Linked DNA regions of Mustela erminea: region 2 is linked to region 1. The links are chromatin contacts, called in public Hi-C maps. All regions are on one chromosome and are shown on one strand. The core of a region is the stretch at or near the end of the contact, and the rest is flanking DNA. Distances in the headings are between cores, read along the strand shown.

The links. A called contact is a pair of places that touch in the nucleus more often than the background predicts.
Region 2: a contact with region 1 is called in a Hi-C map of fibroblasts, with 5 times the contacts expected there. The contact joins two enhancer-like sites. A contact is called at or near these places in 2 of 3 Hi-C or Micro-C datasets (fibroblasts and spleen).

Annotation. Positions count from the first base shown.
Region 1 is chr16:24,285,088-24,291,767 of mMusErm1.Pri, forward strand. No RefSeq gene overlaps it. Among named protein-coding and RNA genes, the nearest start is that of MSC, 16 kb to the right of the region's middle. Within about 2 kb of position 5,259, the one cell type or tissue checked has open chromatin away from gene starts, as enhancers often do. A contact at or near this core is called in fibroblasts, where this site is marked.
Region 2 is chr16:24,410,553-24,416,708 of mMusErm1.Pri, forward strand. No RefSeq gene overlaps it. Among named protein-coding and RNA genes, the nearest start is that of MSC, 110 kb to the left of the region's middle. Within about 2 kb of position 3,944, the one cell type or tissue checked has open chromatin away from gene starts, as enhancers often do. A contact at or near this core is called in fibroblasts, where this site is marked.

The DNA.
Region 1 (6,680 bases), core at 4,009-6,508:
CACAGGGAAGTTTGGGATTCCTTCCAGCAAGGTTATGTCTTTAGAAAGACCCCTTCCACCAGCTGCTTTCTTGAAGGCTGCAAAGGAATAGGCTCCATCTCCAAGGAAGGAAACCTATCGCGCCCTGTGGCTGCCTTTATGGAGGGGACCATGAAGCCAGGAGGGCATCACAGCGTTTGGGAGTGGAAGATGTCATCTTGGAGGACATGGACTTCGGAAGAGGGCGGGGTTGCGCGCACTCGGCGACCAGCGCAAGCGTGGAGGAGACCCTCTGTGGGAGGCCCGGGCGACGAGGAGAGGGAGAAGATGGCAGGAAGCAGGAAATGCCCTCCAGCCCTGCACGGGACCCCCACGGGCACCACCACCACGTGGGAACACTGTAACTCCTGCGGCCTTTCTGAGGACGTCCTGCTGGTCTTTTAAAACTGTGGCCAGCGTGGAAACGCACCTGCTCGGGTTTGCTCTACCTCCTTCTCAGACGCACTCCTCCTTTCCCTCCAGGAATGCTGTCCCAGCAAGGCGTCAATCCGTAAGCTTTCTGCTTCTCCTAGGGCATTCAGGATACGACAGAGTATTTGCTATTTTAGAACTCGAGGACTTTAAAATAAGGCCTTAACCCTGATCATTGTATTCAAGGCCGGTGACCAAAAGCACCCGAACTTAAAGGCAAAGAAATTAACCTCAGGGGTTAATATATACCGGCTGCTACTCAGATACTGACCACCAGATGGCGCGCCAAGCTCGTCCTTTCAGGACAGGGCCCTGTCGCCCGGAGTTCAGACGTTTGGCTTCCTTCCAACCAATTATTTTTACGATTGAATCTTGTGGTAAGAACTGGAGCAGCAGAGAGTTCCCAAAATAACAGAAACAGTGGTTATGTAAGCAAATAATAGAGTGCGGAAACGTCCATTGACAAATGTATTTACTGCCCTTGAAGCTGGGTTTAAAATCACTCTTACTTTTTTATACTGGGTAACACATATTACTTTCTGTTGTAAATCATGGTTTTGAAGTGAAATTCACGCGACATAAAATGAGCCATTTTAAAGTGAATAATTAGTGGCGTTTAGTGCATTGACAATGTTTTGTAACCACCATCTCTACCTAGTTCCAAAACATTTCCCTCATCCTAAAGGAAACCCCGTTTTAAGCCATTTCTCCCATTTCTCCTCTCCCCAGCCCCTGGCAACCAAACAACCTACATTTTGTGCGATGGACTGATTTCTCCTGGATATTTCATATAAATTGAATCATACAATATGTGAGTCTTCTGTGTCCGGTTTCTTGCACTTAGCAGAATGTTTTCAAGGTTCATCCACACCGTGGCATTCATTCCTTTTTTATGGTTGAAGAATATTCTACTGGATGAATATGCCACCATTAGTTGATCCACTGAGGGCGTCTGGGTTGTTTCCAGCTTTGGGCTATGGTGACCAGTGCTGCTATAAACATTTGTGTGCAGGGACTTGTTTGAGTACCTATTTTCAATCATAAAATGGAATTGGTGGGCTGTGTGATAATTCTGTCTTACTTTGTCTTTTTTTAAGAAACTGTAAAACGTTTTCACACCAGCTGAACAATTTTACAGTTCCACCAGCAGTGTAGGAGGGTTATAATTTCTTCACATTCTCACCAACACTTGTTGTTGTCATTGTCCTTATTATTATTATTATCACCATTCTAGTGAGTGTGAAGTGGTACCTCATTGTGGTTTGGATTTGGATTTCCCCAATAACTAATGATGTTCAGCATCTGTTCATATGTTTGGTGATCAATTTGTATACCTTCTTTGTAGAAATATCTATTCAAGTCCTTTGCTCATTCTTAAAAATATCTTCTCCTATTCTTTAGGTTATCTTTTCACTTTCTTAATAATATTATTTGATGTACAAATGTTTATAATTCTGATGAAGCCTAATGTAACTATTTTTTTGTTACCCTTGTTTTAGATGTTACATTCACTGTCAAATCCAATGCCATGAAGATTTACTCTTCTTCTAAAAGTTTAATGCTTTTTGCAAGCATGTTTAAATCGTTCATGTATTTTGTATATGGTGTGGGATAGGGACCCAACTTCATTCTTTTGCCTGTGGTTATCCAGTTGTCCCAATATCACTCTTCTCCATTGAATGGTCTTGGCATCCTTGTCAAAATCAATTGGCCATAGATGTACAGGTTTATTTCTGGATTTTCAATTCTAATCCATTGGTCTATAAGTATAGCCTCATGCTAGCACTACACTGTTTTCATTGCTGTAACTTTGTGGTAGGTTTTGATATTGGAAAATGTAAGTCCTCCCACTTGGTTCTTCTTTTGAAGATTGTTTGGCTGGTCCAGGTCCCTTGCAAATTTGTGTGAATTTAAGGATTGGCTTCTCTATTTCTGCACAGAAGTCCATTGGAATTTTTATAGAGATGGATTAAATATGTAAATTACTTTATGTTGTATCAACATCTTAACAGTATTAAGTTTTCCAATTCATGAACACACAAACACAGGATGTCTTTCCATTTATTTAGTTGTTCTTTAATTACCTTATGCAGTGTTTTATAGTTTTCAGCTTACAAGTCTTTCTCCCTCTTGGTTGACCTTATTCCTGGGTGCTTTAAACTTTTGGATGATATTGTAAATAGAAAACAGAAAAAATAGTTTTTTTCAGATCATTCATTTCTGGTATCTAGAAACACAAGTGACTTTTATGTGTTCCTCTTGTACCTTGCAACTTTGCTGAATTATCTTCTTAGCTCTTGTAGTTTTTTGTGGATTCTTGTAGATTCTTTCATGGATATATAGAATCATGTCATCTTCAAGTGGAGATAGCTTTAAGTCTTCCATGCTAATTTAAATGGCCTTTATTTGTTTTTCTTATCTAATTTCTCTGGCTAGAACTTTCAGTACAATGATGAATAGCAGAGGTAAAAGCGTCATCTTTGTCTTGTCCTGATCTCAGGGGAAAGCTCGGTCTCTCACCATGGTGTTTAATGTTAGCTGAGGGTTCTTCATAAACGCACTTTCTGATGTTGAGGGAGTTCCCTTCTTTTTCTAATTTTCTGAATCTTTTTATCATGTTGGATTTTGTCAATGACTTTTTGTGTGTCAGCTGAGGTGGTCATGTGGATTTTTTCCTTCATTGTTATAATGTAGCATATTACATGGATTGATTTGCTATTTGTTTCTGTTAAAACCACCTTTGCATTCTTGGGCATCTATTTTTAAAAGGTTTTTAAAAATGAAGACATATATAAAATGTTGTAGGAATATAAATGAAGTAGAATTGATTCTGCGGGTCAGGGAAGAAGCCATAGGAAGAAGTATGAAAGGGAAGGGAAGACAAACCAGCTGGTCAAAGACAGATAGGAAATGACCTTGAATGATAAGGATGAAAGCCAAATTTTCAAGCAGAGTCTCTTTCTAATCCCAGATAGATGAAAAGCCATATCCAGTTTCTGAAGATCCAGCTTCACTTTCCTTATCTGTAAAATGAATAGATTATTTTGGTTTTGACTATCATTATTATAATTGTAATTTGTTCTCATGCTCATATCATAAACCTTTCCAATGAAGTTATGCAGTTTGTAGACTACAGTTTGTAATTGTTGCGTAGCAACCCATAGACAGGTAATCCCAATAGGCATTTAGATTCATCTTTCTTTTTCATTATTACTTGCGTACTAGGATGAACACAAAGTCGATTATTCATGAGATACCTTTTGGATCTAAAATGTTAGGGCTTTCTGAGTCTATGAAATCTATACCACAGGTTCCTCCCTAGTTCTACAAAGTCCTACCCCCGAATCCCAGGTCATCAGAAAAACTCTCTATCAGGCAATTTCATTAAGTCTACCTTAATTCTCCCATGTCTGAATTCAGACATACTGTCTCTTGCCCTGTCCTTGTGAAGATGGAAAATAGCGAATTACCTGTTCTAGTGGAAAGTTGTCTCTTTCTCAACTCAGTTAAGCAAGTATCCATCACACACATCTAAAACTGATCGGCTGGTCGATCATGGGAATCACGGGATGACGCTTGTGGTGAGAACAGCCCACAGTCCCGGCTTTTTGTGCCTCTCCCCTCCTTCTATTTTTCCCCTCCAGCTTTTTTCTCTTGGCCACTTCCTGTCTCCACTGCAGAGCTCTCCAGGATATGTAATCCTGTGAGAGAAAAATCTCAGGTGAGGCTTTTTTAGCTCAGCACATATACATTTGGCATTTTTCCAGTCATCATCATCATCAGGAGCTAAAGAGGAAAACAAGATCAAAAAGAAAAGAGCTCTTTATAGAGGACAAGTGACTTTCTCTGAGTTGTTTTGGCTGGTACTGCCACCCAAGCAGACAGACCATGGCTTCCTTCTTCACTTCCATACCATTTTGAGCACTCAGAACCAGATGTAACTCTGTGTCTTATCTATTACCCCAAGTTAACATCCCAAGCTAGAGCATCCTTGTTGGGGAGCACCATTTTCCCACCGGCCTCCTTTCTACCTGGAAAAAGTCTTTGGGGAGGTGCTAGATTAGGATTGATTAAGGGTTAGGATTCTGAGCTAGAGAGAACAAGGTTTAAACCCTAACTCTACCAATTAGAGAGAATCAGGTTTGTGTGTGTGTTAAATTTTTTACTTAAATTCAACTGAATTAACATAGAGTGTACTACTAGTTTCAGAAGTAGAATTTAGGGATTCATCAGTTGCCTGTAACACTTGGTGTTCATTCAAGTGTCCTCCTTAATGCCCAACCCCCATTCCCCCATTCCCCCACCTACCACTCCTCCAGCAACCCTCAGTTTCTTATAGGTAAGTGTCTCTTATGGTTTGCCTCCCTCTCTGTCTTCATCTTTATTTTTCCTTCCCTTCCCCTATGTTCATCTGCTTTGTTTCTTAAATTCCACGTGAGTGAAATGATATGGTATTTGTCTTTGAAAGAACCAGGTTTAAACTCTGACTCGACGAGCTAGGGCCCTCTGTGGTGCTCAGCAAGTCCCAAAAGCTTTATGAGCCTGTGTTTCTATCTGTAAATTAAAAGAGTAACAGAACTACTAATGGTCTAATGGGTGATTTCAACGACCATGACCTTTAAAGTGTATGGCATGAGACTCAGCATGCTAACAGTATTAACTTGTCTCTTGCAATTCGAAAGCTTTTGTCCTTTACTGTACTCATTCACGTTTTCAGTCTGAGAGATCCTGAGAACCACCAGATTCTGCGCAGAGCAGACATGCCTGTGTGTAGCAGGAATTAGCATAGTTGGTAAAACAGCAGTGACTCATTATACCAGCGTCCTGCTTGTCTGTGATGACTATCTCAGGTTGCTCCGGAGAATGGACTTTCCAAAATCATCATCATTTCACAACAGAAACAGAATTGAAGCCAAAGTAGAGTGATGATTATTTTCTGTTAAGAATAATTTGTTAAATATTTACTGAGTACTTGCTTTGTACCAGACATATGAAGGTGATAATTTCATAAAGATAAAAAATGAAAATCCAAGATTCCCATTCTGAAGACATCTCTACTCCAGCGACAGAAAAAAAAAAAAAAAAAAAAAAAAAAAGGCATGCTCACGCAAGACCCAGCAAGGACATTGTTTCCACCCTTTGTTCTCTGAGTCAAATAGTCCTCGTCTCTGAGCTTTTAGTTATTAGTGTATCCCCTTCGAATCTGAACCCCTACAATGAGACAAAATTTGGTAAGAATCCCCTTAAGCCAAAGGACAGTGGAGTTCCTGAATGAATGGCAAAGTTTCTAAATTCTGTACTCTTTCCAACTTGCCCTTTTAAACTTGAGTGATAAATGATGACTCATGATGACTTCGGCGTTCACTGTCTGGCCCAAGTTAGAAACCCTGTAGTGGATGTGAATTTCTTTCCGTCTTTCATCGCCCACTTCCAGTGTATAACACAGTCCATCTGATGCTAGCAGTAACGTGTCTCTTGAATGCAACCCTGTAACCCCACCACTACTCTCAACCGGGGCTCTCCGTCGGTCTTGTCTGGCCAGCCCAGGTCCTCCTGCTGCCTTCAACCCATCCTGCCCACCACCAGCCAGGAGTCTTTTAAAAACCTAGTCTCAGATGAATCAAGTCTCAAGATATGCAAAAGCCTTAAAGGAGATGATTCTAAAGCACCAACAGTACGTTTTGAGAAATCATGGAAAAAGGAGAAAGGGGGAAAAAACTGCTAGGCTCTTGAAACAATAGACCAAATTTTTTCCCCCAAATTTTGTTACTTCCCACCGAGGCTTCTAAAAGTTACCCACCACCCCTCAAAAAGCCATCTTCTTTGATTGTTCGTTTGTTAAGTATTTTGCTGAGGGATTCTTTTATTTGGATATGATGTTTTCCAAACTTAATTTTTATTCTGGGTCAAATTAAACACAATCATAGAATATTTATTATAAGTTCTGATAGGAGGGTACCTGGGCGGCTCAGTCATTAAGCCTCTGCCTTTGGCTCAGGTCCTGATCTCAGGGTCCTGAGATCGAGTCCCACATTGGGCTCCCTGCTCAGCGGAGAGCCTGCTTCTCCTTTTGTCTGCCTTGCGCTCTGCTTGTGCTCTCTCTCTCTCTTTTTCTGACAAATAAATAAATAAAATCTTTTTTTTTTTAAAGTTCTGACAAATCTTGTTTCACCATTTTTTAATGCTAGTGAGTATCTGCCTTTAGAAGGAAAGAGCTTAAATACCAAAAT
Region 2 (6,156 bases), core at 2,694-5,193, 120 kb after region 1:
GCAGCACAGGATGTTTGTAGAAGTAGAAGAGATAAGACTAGAAGGGGAAACAGGAGCAGATCATAGGGGGTCTTAGAAACCCCATACATTTCAAAGACCACAGAAAGTCTCAGAAGCATTTTTTTTTTTTTTCCCCAGGAGAGGGAAGTTATCAGATGTGCAAAAAGAAGACCTGAAAATAATTCTAGGAGCAGCTTAAATGCTGAAAGAGTGATAAGAACTAGGGGCACTCGGGGAGTCTTTATTCCTGCCAGCATCTGTTCTAGACCCTTTAAACTTGTTACCACATTTCACATTTTCACATCAACCCAGGAGGGGAGTACGAGGGCTTCCTCTTTTCCTAAGTCACATAAAGAATAAGTAGCAAAGTGAGGTTGGAACCAAGGTCAGCAGGCAGCAAAGTCCATGTATTTAATAACCACGTGGCCCTAGTGCTTCCTTGGAAGCATGAGGGATGGGAAAGCAGAGGTCAAGAGCTTAATGAAAAAGCAAAAGCAATAATCCTGGGACAGAAATAATAATCTACACCAGCAATAAGACAAATACAGAGGTAAATGCAAGAGACATTTAGGAGATACAATTAGCTCAGAGCACGCACAGATCGGGGGAGGGTGCTGTTGCATATCTGCTCGGGGCAGGTGGAGATGCTCTCGCACAGACAGGAACAGAGGATCCTGGGTTTGGGGCAGAGTGGGAAGTTTGAGCAAGGAGTGGGATTCAGCGGGTAAAGCTAGTGGTAGCAAACAGTTTGGCAAAGTGATGGACCCAAAGTTATGAACACGCAGAGGAGTGATCCTTCCTGCTTGGAGCTGACTCGGAGGAATGGGCTGGGCTTTGAAGTTTTGAAGTCGGTTTTCCCCAGTTGCAAAAGGAAAGAAAAGTCACTGGAGGCGTAGGGAACACAGCGCATGAGCGTGGTGTCCGGAGAGCAGGGTGAGTTCCAGGATGCGGTGAGCCTTTGGTGGCTGCTGTCATCAGGATAGTGTTTTACACACTGGAGTGATCCCAGCCAAGAAGACACACTGTGGGGGATGGGTGGACCATGGTGGGCACTCTTCCACCCCAGGTACTGTGTGTCTCACAGAGCTGTGCACCCATGGGGTCTGCTACTGAGGACAGATCTCATTTAGAGAGCAGCCTGTCCCTTGTAAGCCACCTTGTCCATTCAATGGCGTGTTCCCCCCACTCCACCCCGCCCAGTCCTGCCCTTGGTCTCAGTCCCTCAAGTCTCATGTAGGAAATTTCCCTTTTGCTTTCATAGCAAGTGCCCTGGGTCAGCACCCCAGCATGTATCACACAAATTGAATCATCTGTTTGATGATTTGTCTCCTCCCCTGGAGTGTGGTCTCCACGTCCGGCTCCCAGCCCCTTATCTCTGTATCAGCTGAGCCCAGAGCAGGGCCGAGCACATAGTAGATACTCATGGTAGTTCCTTACGGAGAGTAGTAGTATATACGAAAAAGGGAAGCTTATTTACTTACATAACATGTAACTTTCTCCCCCAGAAATTATTAACCAAACGTTTCTTCTTTCTCCCTTTTCCCCCTCAGAGTCACAACACCTCCCTGTAGCTTTGGAAATGCAATCCTTTACTGGGCGGGATGCTCGATTACCTTCAGAGAGGATCAAGACTCTAATCCTGTTCCCATATTTCCAATGATAATTTTTCTTGATTATGTGTGAAATGCGCTTATCTCTGGAAGCCTGGAGCCGCAACGAATGTTCTCCCGGTTCACATCTGCAGGAGGAAACCCCTTCCTCAGTAAGACCCAGTGAAGTTCATAGGCTGTGAAATCATTTCAGCCCAAGTGAGCTTTTGGTGTCTTTTGTTCATGGAGACTGTGTGAAACAGGGCACAGATGTTTCAATAGTAACTGTAACCCTACCAAGAAAATGAGTTTTTGAGTTGTCTCCTTAAAAATCATTCTTGCATATATGAGACAAGAGAAAGGGTAGAACAGAATGCATTCATTTAAGAGATGAGAAAGGAGCACCTGAGTGGCTCAGTCAGGTAAGTGTCTGCCTTCGGCTCAGGTCATGATCCCAGGGTCCTGAGATCAAGGCCCGAACCAGGCCCCCTGCTCAGTGCAGAGTCTGCTTCTCCCGCTGCCCCTCGCTCCAGTTCATGCTCTCTCTCTCTCTCTCTCCCCTCTTCACTTTCTCTCTCTCTCTCTCTCATGTAAATAAATAAAATCTTTAAAAACAAACAAACAAACAAAAAAAAAAGTAAAACTTCATTCTCTCGAAAAAGTGGAGGGCGTTTGCCCCTCTTTAATTTGGCCAAAAACACATGGTGTGCTTCCAATCCCAGCGTTCTTGATGAAAAAGGAACATTGGCCCAGGGGTCTATTCCAGAACATTCATGCCTGATCTGCTGCCTGTTACGGGCAGACAGTGTAGGCTCTTTACCCTAATGTATGGACACAAGGGAAGGAGATGCCGACCGGTCACCTTGGCAGTTCATTATTAGAAGATGCACGTTTCGTCTTGAATGCCTTAATCATCTCAGAAGGAGAGGAACAGTGGGCCTCCCACAGGCATGACAGCCAAGTTGAATTTTGAAGCATGGGAAGGAATTAGCAGGCTGAGATTGTGTGATTGTGTGTGTGTGTGTGTGTGTGTGTGTGTGTGTCTGTCGGGGGATGATATTCTAAACACAGGGCACAGCCCATGCAAATGCAGAGAAAGAGACCAGAATGTCCCTGGAAAGCAGGGAAAATGCTGCAAGACTGAAGGTAGTCCAGTAGGACTAGGATATATGGCAAAGGGGTGGGAGATGAACTTGGAGAGGAGGGAGAAAGCCGGCTGAGATAAGGCAGAGCTCTATAGAAGGTGCAAGACTATGCCCTTTATTTTGCAGTGAAGGAGGAGCCAGTTGAAGATTCTAAGCAGGAAAGTCACAAATTGGGTTTTTATTACAGAAAGATAACTTTGGAAATGGAGTGGGGCATATATATAATTGAAGCAAGAACCTGAGAAGATCCCTCCCATGTGGCCAAGAGACAGTGACAAAGAGCGTCTGCACAGCCTTCTTTGCAATAGCAAAGAATCAGAAACAATCTACATGTTCATTATTGGAGGACTGACTATATCAAATGCTGCAGAGTCACAGTAATAAATGTATTAACACAATTAAATAGTATGAATTTGGTTTTTATATAGCAACATAGACTGGCCTTAGAAAACACTCTCAGAGGGGTACCTGGGTGGCTCAGTGGGTTAAAGCCTCTGCCTTCAGCTCGGGTCATGATCCCAGCGTCCTGGGATCGATCCCCGCATCGGGCTCTCTGCTCAGCGGGGAGCCTGCTTCCTCCTCTCTCTCTCTGCCTGCCTCTCTGTCTACTTGTGATCTCTCTCTCTGTCAAATAAATAAATAAAATCTTTAAAAAAAAACACTCTAAGAAACACATACAGAACTGAATAACATATGACTAATGTATGTGTGAGTAAAAATTTGAAAATGAACTGGAGAGTTCGTTTTATGATGTCATGATAATGGTTGCCTGAGGAGAAGGGGCAGGGAGGGAGATAGTGTTAAAAGTGGTGAATAAAGAAAGCTTTAGCTTTTTAAAGGAAATGCAGTATTTCCTTTCCTTTTTTTTTTTTTTTGAAAGGAGAATATAGGGTATATTAATTTAATTTTTGTAAGGGTACAATTAGGGAAAAAAAGAGTCCAATAGCAAATATCACACCATGTTCTAGATATTAATTCTGAGCTTTCATGGGTATGAATTTGAGGTATTTGCTAAATTGCATTATATTGTTCTGTACTTGAAAAACGAATTCTCTCCTTAGACGTTAAAAAGTGTGTTTGTGTGTCAGAGCAGTGGCCAGAGGTGTGTGAGTGCCAGTGGAGTGCGAAGGCTGCAAAACCAAGAGATACGAAGGTTCCAGAAGAATTGTTCATAGGGTCAAGTTGGGAACGAACAGAGTTGAATCATCTCGTGATTCAGCAGGTCACTGGGGGCCTCGACAGGGATGACTTCAGCACAATGCTATGAGCAGTAGTCATACGGGAGTTGGTTGAGAAAATGAGCGGAAGATGAAGAAGAGGTGACAGCGAATTCCATCTGCTTCCAGAAGCTTGACCATAAAAGGGAAGAAATAGACGGCTAGAACCTAGAGGATGATAGAGGTTTAAGGAAGGTGGTTGTTTTTAAGAGGAGGGGAACTTGATACTGCTTATCAGAAGGAGGAAAAATGGATCCAAGAGGAGAGGTTGAAGAGACATGGGTGAGAGAAGACGACACCGAGGGGCCTGGGGTCAGGAGAAGGAAGGCGGGAACAAATCTTCGGTGAGACAGTGAGAGCCTTTCTGAAGAGTGGAAGTTGAGGGGAGTAAGCAGAAACTCAGATTGTGGGCAGGAAGAGAGGAATCGAATGATTTTGAGGAAGTTCAAATCAACAGCTTCAGATTTTTTTCGGTCAAAATGCCCTTTCTGAGTATCATCACTTGCATACAAAAAGTATTTTTAAATATATACTTTATGTACATAGATAACTGTGCAACCATTTATCTTCTTAGCATTGTAAGAAATGATCAAAGGTAGTAAAAATATTCTTCTTCTGACACTGAGATCAATTTTGGTTTCTGTAAGTATACTGAATATTAGAAAGAAAAATAAACTACCAGGAAATAGATAGAAATGCACTTTTAAATGAAGCTCTTGCCCTTAGAGGGCAGAGGTTAGGTCTTCTCTACACTGATACATTATGTAGGAGGCAAACATACTTGCAAATCCTGTCTACCAACTTCATTCGTAATGGAGCTGCTAATAGCAGAACCTCTTATAACTTGATTATACCTTAAAACTCATGGGATCATAGAATCCCCGTATCAGAAGAAGAATTAAATTGCTTTTACTGATCGACTTCAGCTTCCAGTCCGTAGAATGAGTCCTCACTGTCCAAAGAAAAGCTGGAGGGATATTGGGACCACAGTGAGGCCGTACTGTGGTACACACTGAGGAACCAGCAACATTTTCTTCTTCCTCTCGCTGAGCCCCACATGGATGACTTCTCGCCCGCTGATGAATACACTAAGAGCAGCAGGAAGCATTTATCTCTTTTCATTCAGCTGATAGTGGCTGAGCATGTTTGTTGAATAAATATAAAGTTATTAGGAAATGGTCCCCTTCTTTGCCAACCAAGAACTTTCAGTAGAATAAGACAGGAAAACCCCCAGAAATCCAGTGAGACTCAACGAATAGTCAGTCCCTTACGTTAGAGTGCAGCTAGTTTTATAGACAGCCAGCCACAGTTATCCGTCCGTGGACACATCCATTGCTCTAGAGATGTATGCTTGACAGAGATCATCCCATTGGGGAAATCGGCGAATCTTTAATGAGCAAGTGGAATTTGAGTTGGATTTTGGAGGACGGATATGTTTGGACCTGGAACTGGTGGGAAATGGGCATCCCAGCGAGATTGAAGAGAGGAACCAAGTCACCGGGCCATCCAGGCACAGGGCCCGTCTGGGAGCAGAGAGGGCTTTAGCTGCTTCTCGGTGAATCGAGAAAATGCAGGAGATGGGTCGGGGTCAGACTGGGGGAAGGCTTTATTCAGGAAACTGAAGCAATACCTATACCCTTTATTTTGTCTAGATATTTTCTGTTTCATATGCTTGATTCTTTCTCAACAAAAAGGGAGGTGAATTCCCTTACTCAAATTTTCTTACCTCCCCCTTATTTGTTAGATCACCATTAAGGAAGTGAGCACTGAATTCACTACACTTTTTGTTGAGAGAGGAGAGGGTGTAAATCATAGTTGTCTAGGAGCAAGGTTAAATGATAAAACTGCTCCTAGTGACCATATGTCCGCAAATAAGAGTGTGTTCATACCTTACCCACCTTCTTCACGCTCGGACCCAACAGCGATACTTGCACAATAAAACTCTAAATAATTAAGAATTCATTCATTGAGCAGCTTATTTGTGCTAAATCTGACTATCCTATTATTGATTATTGCTCTGAATTTTCATTCACCAACTCTTCCATTCTTAAAGAGAAAATTTCTTCCAGTTGCTGTTACACATGTTTTCTGTTTCTTAAGTCTTAGAGGAAAGAACCACCTTGAATTAAACAGATGTATTGACAATGTGATATGACAGTACATTCATATTGGAAATTTTAACAATTTGAGGATACCCTTAACACA